3 separate regions of the Mus musculus genome follow, and regions 1 and 2 are each linked to region 3. The links are chromatin contacts, called in public Micro-C maps. All regions are on one chromosome and are shown on one strand. The core of a region is the stretch at or near the end of the contact, and the rest is flanking DNA. Distances in the headings are between cores, read along the strand shown.

What was found. Hi-C and Micro-C count contacts between places; a contact is called where the count stands out from the background.
Region 1: a Micro-C map of embryonic stem cells shows a contact between it and region 3, with 15 times the contacts expected there. The contact joins the promoter of Hmx3 here to the promoter of Nkx6-2 in region 3. A contact is called at or near these places in 2 of 39 promoter capture datasets (cranial neural crest and maxillary cranial neural crest) and 4 of 484 Hi-C or Micro-C datasets (B cells and embryonic stem cells).
Region 2: a Micro-C map of embryonic stem cells shows a contact between it and region 3, with 7 times the contacts expected there. The contact joins the promoter of Nkx1-2 here to the promoter of Nkx6-2 in region 3. A contact is called at or near these places in 1 of 39 promoter capture datasets (cranial neural crest) and 1 of 484 Hi-C or Micro-C datasets (embryonic stem cells).

Annotation. Positions count from the first base shown.
Region 1 is chr7:131,541,660-131,546,006 of GRCm38.p6, reverse strand. Hmx3 (H6 homeobox 3) reads right to left here and starts at 3,044. Exons shown (of 2, transcript NM_008257.3): 1 at 2,645-3,044; 2 at 1,071-2,042. The coding sequence starts at 3,044. The coding sequence ends at 1,372.
Region 2 is chr7:132,596,580-132,601,362 of GRCm38.p6, reverse strand. Nkx1-2 (NK1 homeobox 2) reads left to right here and starts at 1,726. Exons shown (of 2, transcript NM_009123.2): 1 at 1,726-2,050; 2 at 3,547-4,783. The coding sequence starts at 1,837. The coding sequence ends at 4,250.
Region 3 is chr7:139,580,989-139,585,594 of GRCm38.p6, reverse strand. Nkx6-2 (NK6 homeobox 2) reads left to right here and starts at 2,798. Exons shown (of 3, transcript NM_183248.3): 1 at 2,798-3,461; 2 at 3,542-3,714; 3 at 3,907-4,375. The coding sequence starts at 3,056. The coding sequence ends at 4,161. It overlaps Gm33031 (a long non-coding RNA gene), which reads right to left and starts at 2,799. Exons shown (of 7, transcript XR_003946896.1): 1 at 424-2,799.

The DNA of each region.
Region 1 (4,347 bases), core at 1,795-4,294, 8.0 Mb after region 3:
AATTAATTCGATTCCACAATAACATTAAGTGTAACAATATTTTGTGGAGTTTTGTTTTGTTTTCTTATAAAGGGACTGAACTCCGGCAGAGGACAGGGAGGGAGGGAGGGGGGAAACAGACGAATGAAAACAACAGAACAACAGGTGTAGCCAACAGGGAACCAGAGCAAGGTGCCCGGTTGAGTTGGGAGGTTTTACAAGAAAACTGTACAGTTATCAAATAAGTTAAGATTCTCCTACGTTGATTGTCCTTCACTTAAAGCGCTCCACTCTGCCTAGCTCACTCCTCGCTACCTACCTTGCTTTCTTCCTTCCCCCTCTCCTGCTTAATCTTCCCTCTACATTAATGATTATGCTGCCGTGTGGTGGTCTTTATCCCAGCAGAGGAAGGGGCGGGGCTTGAGGGAAATTTTGTACAATATTGCACAGGCCAAAGCACAACGGTTGTTGTAAAGTAAAAACAAAAAAACAAAAAACCGGGAGAGGATAAAATGTATTTTTTTCTACAAAAAAGAAAGTGAGAGAGAGAGAGAGAGAGAGAGAGAGCGTGAGAGAGGAAACCAACTTCTGAAGCAGGCAAAGTAGTAATAGTGATATTACCACTAAATAAATTCGAGGAATAAGTAAGACCACTGCCACTCAGCCAGATATGAAGCTGTTACAGGTCTGGATTTGAGGCTTTTGTGTTTTCCCTTTAAACATTTTGTTTAGTGAATTCTTCAGTCCAAACGGAGATAAATGGAGTTGACTGCCACAGACAGACCAAGTGAGGATCTTACCAGAGGCCGCTCAGATTTTGGAAGGTGGGTGGTGGATAACTGATTGGGTGTGGGGAAAGAACCACACCCAGAAATCCAGAATTAATATGAATTCGATATGAATTCTCCCTCTCTCTCTCTCTCTCTCTCTCTCTCTCTCTCTCTCTCTCTCTCGGGATTTTGAAAATAGTTCCTCAGAAAAATGAATAAACTAAAAAAAAAAGTTGAATTTTTCGCTTATTTTCCTTCTGTAAAAATACACCCTCAGAGCCACAGAGCAATGGTAATTTAAGGGGAGATCTGAACTTTTTTTTTTTTTAAAGAACTTTCAATTGGAAGTTTTGACCTGGTAATTTTGTCGTTCCCCCCTGCCCCACCCCGTTTTCTCTCAATGGTAAGCAAAACCAAAAATAAGAGGAGAAGCGCCTCAAATTCATAGGAATTAATTGCACGAAAATGCATTGCAAATACTTACAAAATGCTATTGGGGGGTGGGAGGCAAGGCAGTGAGCCCAAGGTCGCTGGCCACAGCCCGGCACCCTCGGCCCGGCCCAGTCTCCTCCGGGGTCCCCAAAAGGTGGCCGGGTGCTCACTCCCTGTCCCCTGTCCCATCTCACACCGGCCTTAGTAGGGGCACGGACGAGACCACCGGGTGCGAGTAGTAGACTGGGTGCGGGAAGGTGAGCAGCGGCTGGCTGACTGGCACCGGTGCCCCCGCAGCCGCTGCCGCCCCCTCGGCCGCAGAGTTCTCGTGGTAGAGGATGGGCACGCGTACGATGCGCTGCGCAGCGGCGTGGCTCAGGTTGGCCGCCTCCAGCTCGGCCGCCAGCTGTCGCTTCCACTTGTTGCGGCGATTCTGGAACCAGATCTTGACCTGCGTCTCGGTGAGGTGAAGCGACGCGGCCAGGCCAGCGCGCTCCGAGCTGCTCAGGTAGCGTTTCATGTCGAATGTGGACTCGAGCTGGAAGACCTGGCTGCGCGAGAAGACGGTGCGCGTCTTCTTTTTGCGGCACGCCGGCTTCTTCTCGGGACTCTCGGCGCCCGCCTTCCAGTCCTCTGAGCCCGGTGTCGCCGTAGTCGCCCCTACGGTCGTCCCGGCCGCGCCAGGCACCGCCTCGCCTTCTTTTTTGCCTTCCTCCGAGTCGCTCTCTTCCAGAATGATCTCGTCCGGGCTCTTGGAGTCCAGCTCCTTGTGGTCGGGGTCAGCCTTGAGCAGAGGCTCCGGGGAGTCTCGATCGGTGCCGGACGCAGGGGAGGAGTCTCGCAGGAGGGCCTTTTCCGAGGCTGGGGAGACAGACAAACGGACGCACACACAAGCACAGCGACACAGCCTTGAGCGAGGCAGGGATCTGGGAGCACCAAGCGCAACCCACACGTTGGCCTCGGGCTACTGGCCCTGGGCCTCGGTTCTCCCGTGTCCCCGCTGGGCTGCAGTGGGGCAGAAAGATCTAAGATCTCTTCGCCTTTCTAGGACTGGCCAGGCAATGGTGGGATCAGGGCCGCTCCTTTTATCTCGCGTTTCCCACGCCAGGGGCCAGCGGGAAAATTCTCCACTGCTAAGGTTCAACCCTGCCTTCCAGGCCTCCCCCCCACCCCCCAAGGCCATCCCAAGCCACCCATTCCTGCTGGAGGACAATTTTTTTCCGGGAATCGCAGAGCCCGGGCCTCCAACTGCACTTCTTTTCTCAGCAAGTGGGATTGGTTTCCTTGGCCTCGTAGCCGAGCGGCGCAGGAAAGATGCTGGCTAGAGGCCGAAGGAAGTTAACCAAAACTCTGGTTGGCAGGTGTCGGGGCATCCCTAACTGCAGTGACACCATCTCTGAGAGGGAATGTGACCGGCCCACAGGGAAAGAGGGGAGAACGAAAGTTCAAAGAGAGGTCGGTACCTTCTGGTCGCGGGAGGTGACCGCCGGCGGGGGTCAGGGTGTAGGGGTACCACCAGGCCGGGGAGCGCTCCAGGTAGTGCGCGGGCAGGGCAAACCTCTGCGCTGGGATCTCAAAGCGGGGGAAAGCCAGGTCGCCCACCTGCGAGAGCGCGAAGCCCGCGGCGCCCTCCAGGGCACCTTTGGCTGCGGCGGCCGCAGCGGCGGCGGCGGCGGCAGCAGCCGAGGCCGGAGCAAAGAGCGTTCGTGGGGGCGGCTGAGGCTTCGGGGGCGGCCGGTGATGGTCTCCGTTGAGCAGGTTCCTGATGGAGAACGGGGATTCCTTGGGCGCGGGAGGTTGGGGCGGTGGCTGCGGGGGCGGCGCGCTGGCAGTGCCCGAGGCGTCCGGCCCGGGCTCCGGCATGGTCCCCAGTCCTCCGGGTCCCACGGAGGGCGGGAGCGGGACAGGCGGGCGGCGGGCGGCGGGGCGAGCAGGCTAGGGGCCGGAAATCAGACCATAAACGGAACTCAACTACGGGGCTCAAAGTCGGGGGCCGCCCCGGGCGCGAATCGAGCCGCGGGAGGGCGGGGTGGGGACCGGGCCGGGGCGGGCTCGCATGGGGGGAGGGGTCCAGAGGGGCGGGGAGCGGACCTGCCTCTGCGCCGAGGGAGCGAGGGGGCCGGTAGGAGCTGCGGCTCCCCGGGAGGAGGCTGCGAGAGCGGTCCCCGGCTTGGGGATGCGTCAATCCGGCGCCGGATGCTAATGATGAAATCAAAATGTCATCCAAGTTAAATGCGGGGAGTATACGGCGATTGGGCGCGTACAATGGCAAATGGGATTAGGCCGGCCAAGGCGCAGCCGAGCCCAGGCCCCGCAGCCGCCTCCTCTACCGCCCCCTCCTCGCCTTCCCTCGGATTTTGGCGCTTTGGCTTCGGGCTATGAGAGCCCGCCTGTTATTGGCTTTATATAGTCCAATTAGGCAGCAAATGAGGACAAACCTATTAGCACAAAAGGATATTGGCTCTCGCTAAAGAGGCACTCTGAGAGCTCCCACCAAGCGGGAGGCGCGCGAGGGACCTCAAGAAGGAGACGCCCCCGGCGGGCCGGAGCGCACGGACCTGCTCCAGTCTGGAGCAAGCACCTCCCTCTACCCCCTGCAGCTCGGCTGCGGGCTGGCTGCTGTCCGGTCTGCCTGAGGGGGAGGGGCAGAGCAGGCTGGCCTGGGTCACCTCCGGGTTATCCGCGCTAGCAGCGGCCGCTCTCCCACCCCTCCCGGCCTGGCAGAGGCCAGCTGCCCCACGCGGCTGGAAAGCCTTGGCCGTGCGGGTCCAGGAAGTAGGGCGCCTCCCCGGCCCCGAAAGAACTCAGTACTTTCTTTCCCCAAACCTGCTAATCAGGGTGCGGCCAAAAAGAGCTTCCCCGCTCTTCGTCTAGTCGAGAGTCTGCCGACTTAGGAATCCGCGTAGCCTTGGCCTTTGGTCCTGAAAATGGATGAGTGATTCTGAATCTTTCAGGAGTAGGAGTTGGGTATGCGACTCTGTGCACGCGCTTCCCCTGTGCAACTGTCGGGGTAGCGGTGTTTCCTCACTGACAACTGTACTCCGAAGGACACCGCTCTTTTCTTGGTGACTGTGTCCGCGGCTCAAAGATCAACTTTAAGCCTGCGATCTGAACACAGCACTTTCCCCCCAAAGGGTGGCATTTGGAACTGCCTAATGCTTTAATA
Region 2 (4,783 bases), core at 477-2,976, 7.0 Mb after region 3:
GTGGGAACTAGGTGAGAAACGGTTATCCAAACAGAAGACACAGTATGCGCATTACTGAAGAATCTCTGATTTGCACGCATTGTCCCTTGGCCTGACCTCTGGGTTGTCTTTTCCCTGAGTTTCACAAAGCGCGCATTCCCTTGGCAAGGGTGGGGGTCGGGGGTTGGGGGTTCTGGTGGGCTTGGTCTGGGCACTTCCTTCCCTTAGCTTTAAAAGCTCATTCCGTCTTTACTTTAGGTCTGGAGCTGGCTTGAATTTCGGCAAGGCTTTAAAGTCGGCAGGGAATATGGTGGCCACCCCTGGGAGGGGCTGAAAGGTTTGAATGAGAAAAGCTACAAGGAGCAAGCCCCCAAGGACACCTCTTTAATAACAGATTGGATGAGCAGCTCCCAGCACTTTAGTGAGGAGTCCCCTCCTCTTCCTACTTCTTACCTGCTTAGACAATATTAATTGTCAAGACATTGTCTGGGAACCACATGGGGCAAAGAAGAAAGAAGTGGCGGGGGGGGGGGGGGGTTCCAAGGCGGTTCTGTGCAGAGGGGCTAATGCTTCAGAATTTGTCGCTGAAATGAATGCCTTAAAAAAAAAAAAAGGAATATCACCGTGGGTGTGGCTATGCAGACTTTCCCTCACTGCTAATGCCGGCTGTCCTCCCTGGAGACTTGGGGGGCAGATGGGGCCATTTTAATCGGCTCTCATCTCTGGTCTTAAATTCAAACCACTAGGCATCTTTTAACCTTTTCCTTCTTCACGCTGGGAAAGGAACCCAGAGAGTCAATTTCTGATGTTAATGATAGAATCTGTGACTGAGAAGTCCTGACAGGCAATGAAAATGGTATCCGAGGAGGGATACTCACCTTTAGCCAAGCCACCTAGCCCTAAGCCTTCAGCTCTCTGGGCAGGCGTATTTCCATAGACCCCTTTTGACCAGGCCCTGCTGGTCTTCCGAGTGGAAAGAAAAAACTCCCCTCCAAGAAGGTTCCCCCCCCCCCCCCGCACACACACACATATCCTAAGCCATCAGGATGACCTGAAAAACCTTGGCCCAGTCCAGACTCTTGTCATCTGTAGCGCCACCGCTCATCTTTGAACCTCATTTTCCTTCTGTTTGAAACCACAGACTGTGGTTCCCAGGCCACACCCACCTCACAGGGGGGAATGCCTAGAAAATCAAAAGAGAGTGAGAAAGCCCCAGGGCTTTATAAACTGTAAATGCACAGAGGCTTTAAAATTTTTACGTAAATGTGCCCGAAGCCTTTACTGTGGTTCAGGGATGGGGCTTGAGATGCACCGTGCATCATGGCGAAGCAATCAGGTCTGGCCTCTGTGGCATCGCCAGGTCAAAGGAAGATGGCAAGTGCCCCAAGAGAAATAAGTAAACTTCAGTCAGGTGAATGTGTGTGCAGATGAGGTAGCGGAGATGGAATCCTCCCTCACGCCCTTCACGAGTCTCCGCAGCATGGAAAGATTTTCACACAGCATGCCACGGTGACCCGGCGAACCGGGAGCGCGCATTGGCGCGCGAGGGTCCCTCTAGTCAGCGCTCCCTCCCCCCTCCGGCTGCCCAGGATAGTCTCGTGGAGGCTGCAAGCGCTCACTGCACGTGGAAGGGGTCTGGCCAGCTCAAGTGCCAATCCTCAAGCAGCCCCCCCCCCCGCCCCCTTCCCCGCTTCTCTCCTCCCGCCCCGCCTCCTTGCCCCCCTCTACAGCTTCACTTGGCGGGGAAATTCCAGTTCGCGGCTGGAGAGCTGTGGCCAAACCACTGCAGAAGACAGCGGCTGAGCGCATCCAGCCCCGACCCCAGTACGGCTGGCCTCGGGCCCGCGGGAGGCGGGCATGTTGGCATGGCAGGACGTCGGGGCCAAGGCGGCCCCCTCTCACCACAAGATCTCCTTCTCTGTCTTGGACATCTTGGATCCGCAAAAATTCACGCGAGCTGCCCTCCCGCCGGTGCGTCTCGCTGCCCTGGAAGCCAAGAAAAGTTTAGAAGAGGTGGAAGCAGGGCAAGATGCTTGTTCGGGGAATCCAATCGGGTCACAGGAGACCCCTGGTAAGAATGTGAGGCGGTTTTAAGCCTAAGTGGTGTGTGTGTGTGTGTGTGTGTGTGTGTGTGTGTGTGTGTAGTAGTCAAGGTTTATTGGTAGCCTGGGAACTAGAAAAGGTGATCCCGCGCAGGTGCGAAGCGAGCCATCCCTACTTGGAAGAGGACAGAGGTAGGGACGTGGCTGAGATTGCCAGGACCAGTGTGTGCTTTTTTCCTGAACACCTGCTCAGTGAATGAGCGCCACAACTCTGACTGGCTCACATAAACTACAGCTCAGGCTCACTGATCTAATGGAAGTGTATTGTGCTCTCCACGTGCTAGAACCTGGGCGAGGAGCTTGGGATAAAGGTTATGAAAATACCTTCCAACTATGTAGTGTCATTAACACCACTCCCATTTTATGTATGGGGCAACCGAGGCTCGGGCCTTCCCCGGATTAGGTGCTTTTTTTTCAACCACTCGGAAACATCTTTAGAGCCCATGCTCTTTCCCGGACTCAACAGGGGACGCCCCCACCCCCAATAGCTTTTGGTGTTCTCTTCTAGACCTTTCCCCCTTATCCCTGAAGTTGGTGGACACAAAAGAAAGGGTTCCGGAAAGTTTGTGGCTGGAAGAACTTAAGATAGCAGGATTCATGCTTAGTGGGACATGAGCATGGGATTGATTATCTGGGGAGACGCTGAAGGTCTAGGGATTCAGGTCCCAGGGAGGGCTGTATATAGCACAGCCCCTCCTCCTCCTTCCTAAGTTTGGAGGTGATTGTCTGGGGCCCCCGGAAGCCTCTGGTGGCCTGGCTTGGGTCCCGGCCGCGGGCCTGGATTAATTGTTTGGATGGTCTCTCTGTGGGGCCGCGCTCCCCTCCCCCTAACTCCTTGATCGATATTCTATTACTGGCGCCTGCATATCTCCTGCCCGCAGCTTGCAGGTACTGACTTCAAACCCCCTTTCCCTGTCTGATCCTAATATTGTTCGATTAAAACTTACCTTTAATAGATGACATCTATCGATCAGGCCCCGGACAAATCTGAAACTCTATTAACACTACTGGAGAGAGAAGATGGGAAAGGGGGAATTTCTCTTTTTTGGGGGGATGGGGGTTTAATAACTTCTTTTTTAATTGCTAGGAGTTGCACAGCAACATAGGCTCCTAGGGACTAGAGAGATGCACTAGTAAACGCACTTGACATTCCCTATCATAATGCACAGCCGACTTTGCTCTTCCCGGTTTGATAAAGTCACTATACTTTCTTGAAACGGGGTGTCATCCAACATGTACTTCTTGTGTGCCTACTTACTGGCAGATTTGTAAAGGACACTGTACTCCCGAATCTGCTCTCTAGGGTATGTGGATTCAGAAACCAAGAGGGCAAAGTCGGGAGAGGGGAGGAACTGGGAGTTAGATCAAGGGCAAATCTGAGTGCTCTTGGGAGGACAAGAAGGTTTGGGAGTGCCATTGGGTAGAATTGTTATGGGCTTCTGGTCACCATCCCCTTCTCTTTTAGATGCGGTGGGCCGAGGCATTGACCCCGGGTCTCCGGTGGAGGGCTCCGAGGCAGAGGAGGAGGAGGAAGCTGAGGATGCGGGGCGCGCGCACCAGCCAGAGCGCTGGCAGGGGGTCCATGAGGGCTCACCAGAGGCCCGGGCAGTAGCGGTGGGAACGGAAGAGAGCGGCGCGGAAGGCCTCCCGGCGTCCCCGGGCTCTCCCGGTTCCCCGCGGCCCCGACGCCGGCGAGCCGAGTCCAGCTGCGCCAAGCCAAGGCGCGCGCGCACTGCCTTCACTTACGAGCAGCTGGTGGCCCTAGAGAACAAGTTTCGAGCCACGCGCTATCTGTCGGTGTGCGAACGCCTGAACCTGGCGCTGTCGCTCAGCCTCACGGAGACGCAGGTCAAAATTTGGTTCCAGAACCGCAGGACCAAGTGGAAGAAGCAGAACCCAGGGGCCGACGGCGCCGTGCAGGCGGGAGGCGGTGCGCCTCAGCCTGGGACACCGGGCGCGGTAGCGGGGGGCGGTGGCAGTGCCACTGGGAGTAGTCCTGGCCCTCCGGTTCCTGGCGCTCTGCCCTATCAGACTTTCCCCACCTATCCTGCCACCAACGTCCTCTTCCCTGCCGCCTCCTTCCCGCTGACGACCGCCGCCAACGGGAGTCCCTTCACTCCATTCCTTGGGCCCTCCTACTTGACCCCTTTCTATGCTCCACACCTATGAATCCGGTACTGCTGCTCAGTCAGAATTCACGAGTGATCAGTATGATGACGCGGGTCCCCGCTTCACAGAGGGGCACTGACCGCCCCCTCCTGGTGTGCCCCTTCCCTCCGACTGCTGGTGACGCCACCAGAGGGCGAGGAGAAGTCACCTGCAGACTACAACCACACAAGCCACTGAGGGGTCGAGGCGATGTCCGTCCAGACCAGGCTGTTTTAAACGTTTCCAGCTTCTGGACCTCATTCTTCCCTTTGATTTACTTCGAGGGCTCTGTTCTTTACCGTGTCTGGCTAATAAGGGTTCCCAGGATGGAGACCAGAGGGAGCCAAGATGCCCTGGGCACCAGTTGCTAGCACCAAGGACTGAATCTTTAAAGGTGGCAGGACTTATGAAGAGGAAGAAACTTTTCTTCCTGGCGTTGGAAGTGGCTCAGCACGGAACTCCCAAATCCTGAACAAAGCTGGAGCACGAGGAACCCAAAGCAGATGCAGTTGTTGAGTGGGCTGGTTTCAAGATGCACGACCTTAGTGTGTGTG
Region 3 (4,606 bases), core at 1,549-4,048:
AATATACACAGACTAAGTGAAGTTTCGGATGGCGAACAAACGGTCTTCTGCCCCCAGCTAAGTTGGCCAGCAGTCATCCTTAATAAAGATTTTCTTCAAGACCAGGAGATGGCGAACCTCTCCGCGGCCACACGGGTGGAGCCACCAGGATCGCATCTCCGTAGGTGGGCTGGGGGATCTAGCGCCTTTCTGACTAGTTGGAGCTCGGGGTTGGGGAGGGCGCTCGAGGAGGGCATCACCTTTGGCTCAACCCAAAGGGCAGAGCCTGGGGACGCAGGAGGAGCTCCTGCAAGTGGCAGTTTAGCCTCTCTATTTTTGCTGGCTGAGCTGGGGGCAAGGCGATTTAGTGCCCAACCTTTTTAGGGGTAGGAAATGTCCCCACGCGCTTAGCAGGACAGAACGCCCGAAGAAAGCGCAACTCACTTCATCCTTCGGCCCGCACTCCCGCTTCATTCATCCGGCACACTGGCCTCACCGTTCCCTGAGTCTCTGATCCCAGGGAGAGCATGGCAATGAGTATCCAGACAGAAAGCGACACCTCTCTCGACTCTGTGGGTTTCGCAGTTGGAGTGAGCCCGCAGGTGTACACAGATGCAGGGCCGCTGGAGAAGAACAGCGACGGAAGATCTTTCGATTGCCCAGATTTAAGGAAGTCTGGACAGGCCTGCGACAACAGCCAGAGTTCGAGCACAGAACTGCAGCACTCCTTCTGTCTCAGTGCCCCGGGCTCTGTGAGCCTTCGAAAGGCCAGAGCACACCTACCCTGTCTCATAGTTCGCCTCTCCGAACGCTGATTCCGAGGACGGGCGCTCTTCCTAGCTGTTCAGGGTCGGCTTGGCACGGTGAGGTGGGAGGTTTCAGGACTTCCCACTCTGCCCGCCTCGTATTTTCCCGCCCCACCCCCATGCTGCTCAGAGCTCTGGGTCCCTCTTCTCTAGAGCTGGCGCCCCTGGCCTCCAGCATGGTCTCCCGCGAGCCCAGAAAAGTCCGTACTCTACCAGGGACTGTACTCCCGATGCTCAGATCCTCGGAGTATACGCGGTCGTAATCGAAGTGGAGCGAAAGCGAGGCCAGGGGCTGGTCTAAGGGCTCGAGGGAAGCAGTCCAGAGATCCCAGGGTACCATCAGAAAGCCCAGACTTTCCAGCGGGCGGTGTGCTCGGTGCTGGAGGGAACTGAGCCTAGCCCCCGCTGCTGCTGCTCGCGCCCAAATGGATCCTGAGAGTGTAGACTCAGACTAGGAAGCCAGTAACTGAAACCTCTAGGCGCTAGGGGCCACTGCGTACGGGAGGATGGGTGAGGATCATACGTGCAAGGTCTTTCAGGTCCTGCAGAAGTCAGCGGGACCACAGCACTTATTTCCAGTTCCCGCCATAAAGTGGCTTTCCAAGCCTTGACCTGATGGAGACGCGTGGCGTAAAGACCCCACACTAACTGTTAAAAAACGAAACTGAACTTCTAAGAGGACCAGCAGCAGTGGACGTTAGGCCCCTACGTGAAGCCTTTAGGATCACTTTTGCCCGTAAGACAGAAACCTTGGAGACCAGGGCAAAAGGGGAAAGTCGTTATTAACAAACTGCACAGGGCCTCTGCTTAAATCGCCAGGACCGGAAACAGTAGATTCTATTTCCACAGGTTGTATCACAATCAGTACTAGGTATTATGAGGTTAACAGTAAGCACTGCTCAAGAGGAGGAAAGAAATAAGCGCCAGCGTGCTACCTTCTCGGATCCTGCTGTGCGCCGCCGCACTAGGTGGCTGCAACTTCAGTTAACTGCCCAACAATTTTATGGAGTGAGAGGCCCCTGTACTAGAAAAGAAATTAAGGCCTAGTGGGCTCTACAGGCCGGGTCTATAGCCAGTGCTCTGTCCGCTAGACTGCAAACGCATACCCAGCCGAAGTCAGTGAGTAAGGTGATCCTTTCGTCCTGGTTCTTGAATTCCAAAACCGCTGCATTCTGGCCCGAGGTCCAGCTTGCCAGAAAGCAATAAGCAGGAGAATTCTGGTCCTGGGCCTCAAAGTCTGGACACGGGTAACCTCCTAGGTGAGTGCCTAATAAGCATAAAAGTTCAAGGGGGACGGCCTAGCCTCTCCCAGATACCCCAACCCAACTTCAAGGATTTCAGAACGGGAGGACAGCATAGGTTGTGTGTGTGTGTGTGTGTGTGGTAGTAAGGTCACCGGTTGCCTGGAGCCATCTAAAGTCAGTGAGTTCAGTTGGCAGAGTTTGGCAGATCTGAGGAAGCCAAATCTATCTGGTCCCTAGAGTCCACCCTTTTTCGTTCAAAATCCACCCAGAAAAGTTATACCCACAAGTTCACAACAGCCCACACCACCACGAGCTGGGAAGGAGAAGGAACCCCAGTACAGGGCTTGGGCCCTGATCCAAGATGGAGTGCCCTGACCTGTGGCGTCCAGCCGTCCCAGGCTCTTCCCTGAACTAAGCATACTGAGCTTGAGCTTTCGGAGTGGATCTTGAAATCTACATTCTTTCGGTCGATAAAATATGTTCTCGTATTTTTTCCTGATTTTCCCATTAAAACCTTTGCCTAACTAAACTCCCATCCAACGGGATTTATTTCATCTCTAGGGAGATAAATCAGGGGGCAAATTTACAGTCCCGGAGGCACCTGCCTCGCTAATGGGCCCTTCATGGAGTGCATGGCCGGCGGGGGCGCGCGCAGACGGGCCGGACGCTGGCCAATGGCCTGGTCGCCAGTGCCTTCAGCCAATCAGCGCGCGCGCCGCGCCCAGGCCCCGCGGTTATCAGTGCGTCCATCCCGCGCGGCGCCGCTCCGACCTGCCCCGGAGCCGCCACTGCCGCTCCCGCCGCCCTTAGTATCCCTGCCTTCTCTCTGACCGCCGCCCATTCAGCGCAACAGCCGTCGGTCCTCTCGCTTTCCCGTAGGGGCCGTCGGCGTTCGTTTGAAACGCGGTCCACCCGTCCCAGCGTAGCCGGCGCTCTTCGGCGCCGCGCGCAAACTTCCCGAGCCGGCGGGTGCGGGCGGTGGCAGCGGGGCCCGGATGGGCGCCCGGGTCGGAGGCGGCGGCGCCCATGGACGCTAACCGCCCGGGTGCGTTTGTGCTGAGCAGCGCGCCTTTAGCCGCGCTGCACAACATGGCTGAGATGAAGACGTCGCTGTTCCCCTACGCGCTGCAGGGCCCGGCGGGCTTCAAGACACCCGCCCTAGGCAGCCTTGGCGCGCAGTTGCCTCTAGGCACTCCGCACGGCATCAGCGACATCCTGGGACGGCCGGTGGGCGCAGCGGGTGGCGGCCTCCTAGGAAGTCTGCCCCGTCTCAACGGGCTCGCCTCGTCTGCAGGTGTCTACTTCGGGCCCGCAGCCGCCGTGGCTCGGGGCTACCCCAAGCCGCTGGCGGAACTGCCTGGGCGCCCGCCCATCTTCTGGCCTGGGGTGGTGCAGGGCTCTCCCTGGAGGGACCCGCGACTGGCCGGCTCCGGTAAGTGGCCCGCGCGGGATTCGGTAAGGAGAGGGGCTGGGCGCGGGCCTCGGACTGCGCTCACTGGCTCTTCTTCGCAGCCCAAGCCGGCGGGGTCCTGGATAAGGATGGCAAGAAGAAACACTCGCGGCCGACTTTCTCCGGCCAGCAGATCTTCGCGCTGGAGAAGACTTTCGAGCAGACCAAGTATTTGGCAGGCCCAGAGCGCGCGCGGCTTGCCTACTCTCTGGGCATGACCGAGAGCCAAGTGAAGGTGAGCTCGAAATGGGCCGGGGTCCAGCAGTATTGAGGCGGGGCCCGGAGTCCGCGTCCTGCGAACGGCCGGCGAGCGGCGGTTCGGCTGCGGCCGGACCGCGGAAAGCGCTGGCGCCAGGCGGGTCCGGAGTGCTGGTCGGGTGAGGCGAGCCTCGGTGCCCGTCTGATGATCCCTCCCCCAAACCCCCAGGTGTGGTTCCAGAATCGGCGGACCAAGTGGCGCAAGCGGCACGCGGCAGAGATGGCGTCGGCTAAAAAGAAGCAAGACTCGGATGCCGAGAAGCTGAAGGTGGGTGGCTCAGACGCGGAGGACGATGACGAATACAACCGGCCCCTGGACCCCAACTCCGATGACGAGAAGATCACGCGGCTTCTCAAAAAGCACAAACCCTCGAACTTGGCGCTCGTTAGCCCGTGTGGTGGCAGCGCGGGGGACGCCTTGTGAGGACGCGGCCAGGCCGGAGAACCCGAGAACCGGGACTCGCGGCATGCCCCGACGCCAGCCGCCCAGCCGCAGTGTGTATATATATTTTTACAGAATAAGTTATAAAGCGGACGTTGGCGCGGCCTTGGCGTGATGGCGGAGTACGGGGTTTGGGCCGATCACTTTGTATAATCAATAAATTATTTAACACGTCCTCGTCGGAGCCGTGGCTCCCAAGGCTGCACATCGTGTTTCTTCCATACGGAGCTGGCACCAGCGGGCGGGCAGGACCCTGCAGACCCACCTAGCCTGTTCTCTCTGTGGGCGCCAGAGACTGGCGCAGGGGGGCGCGACAGTGCTTGATGACGACCTGGGGCCCGTGTGCGCCTTTGGTTCAGAGGTTGAGTGCCTGGTGATGGTCCCAGAGCGCACGGTGATGGCAGCTTGCAGGAGCGCAGAGGTTGTG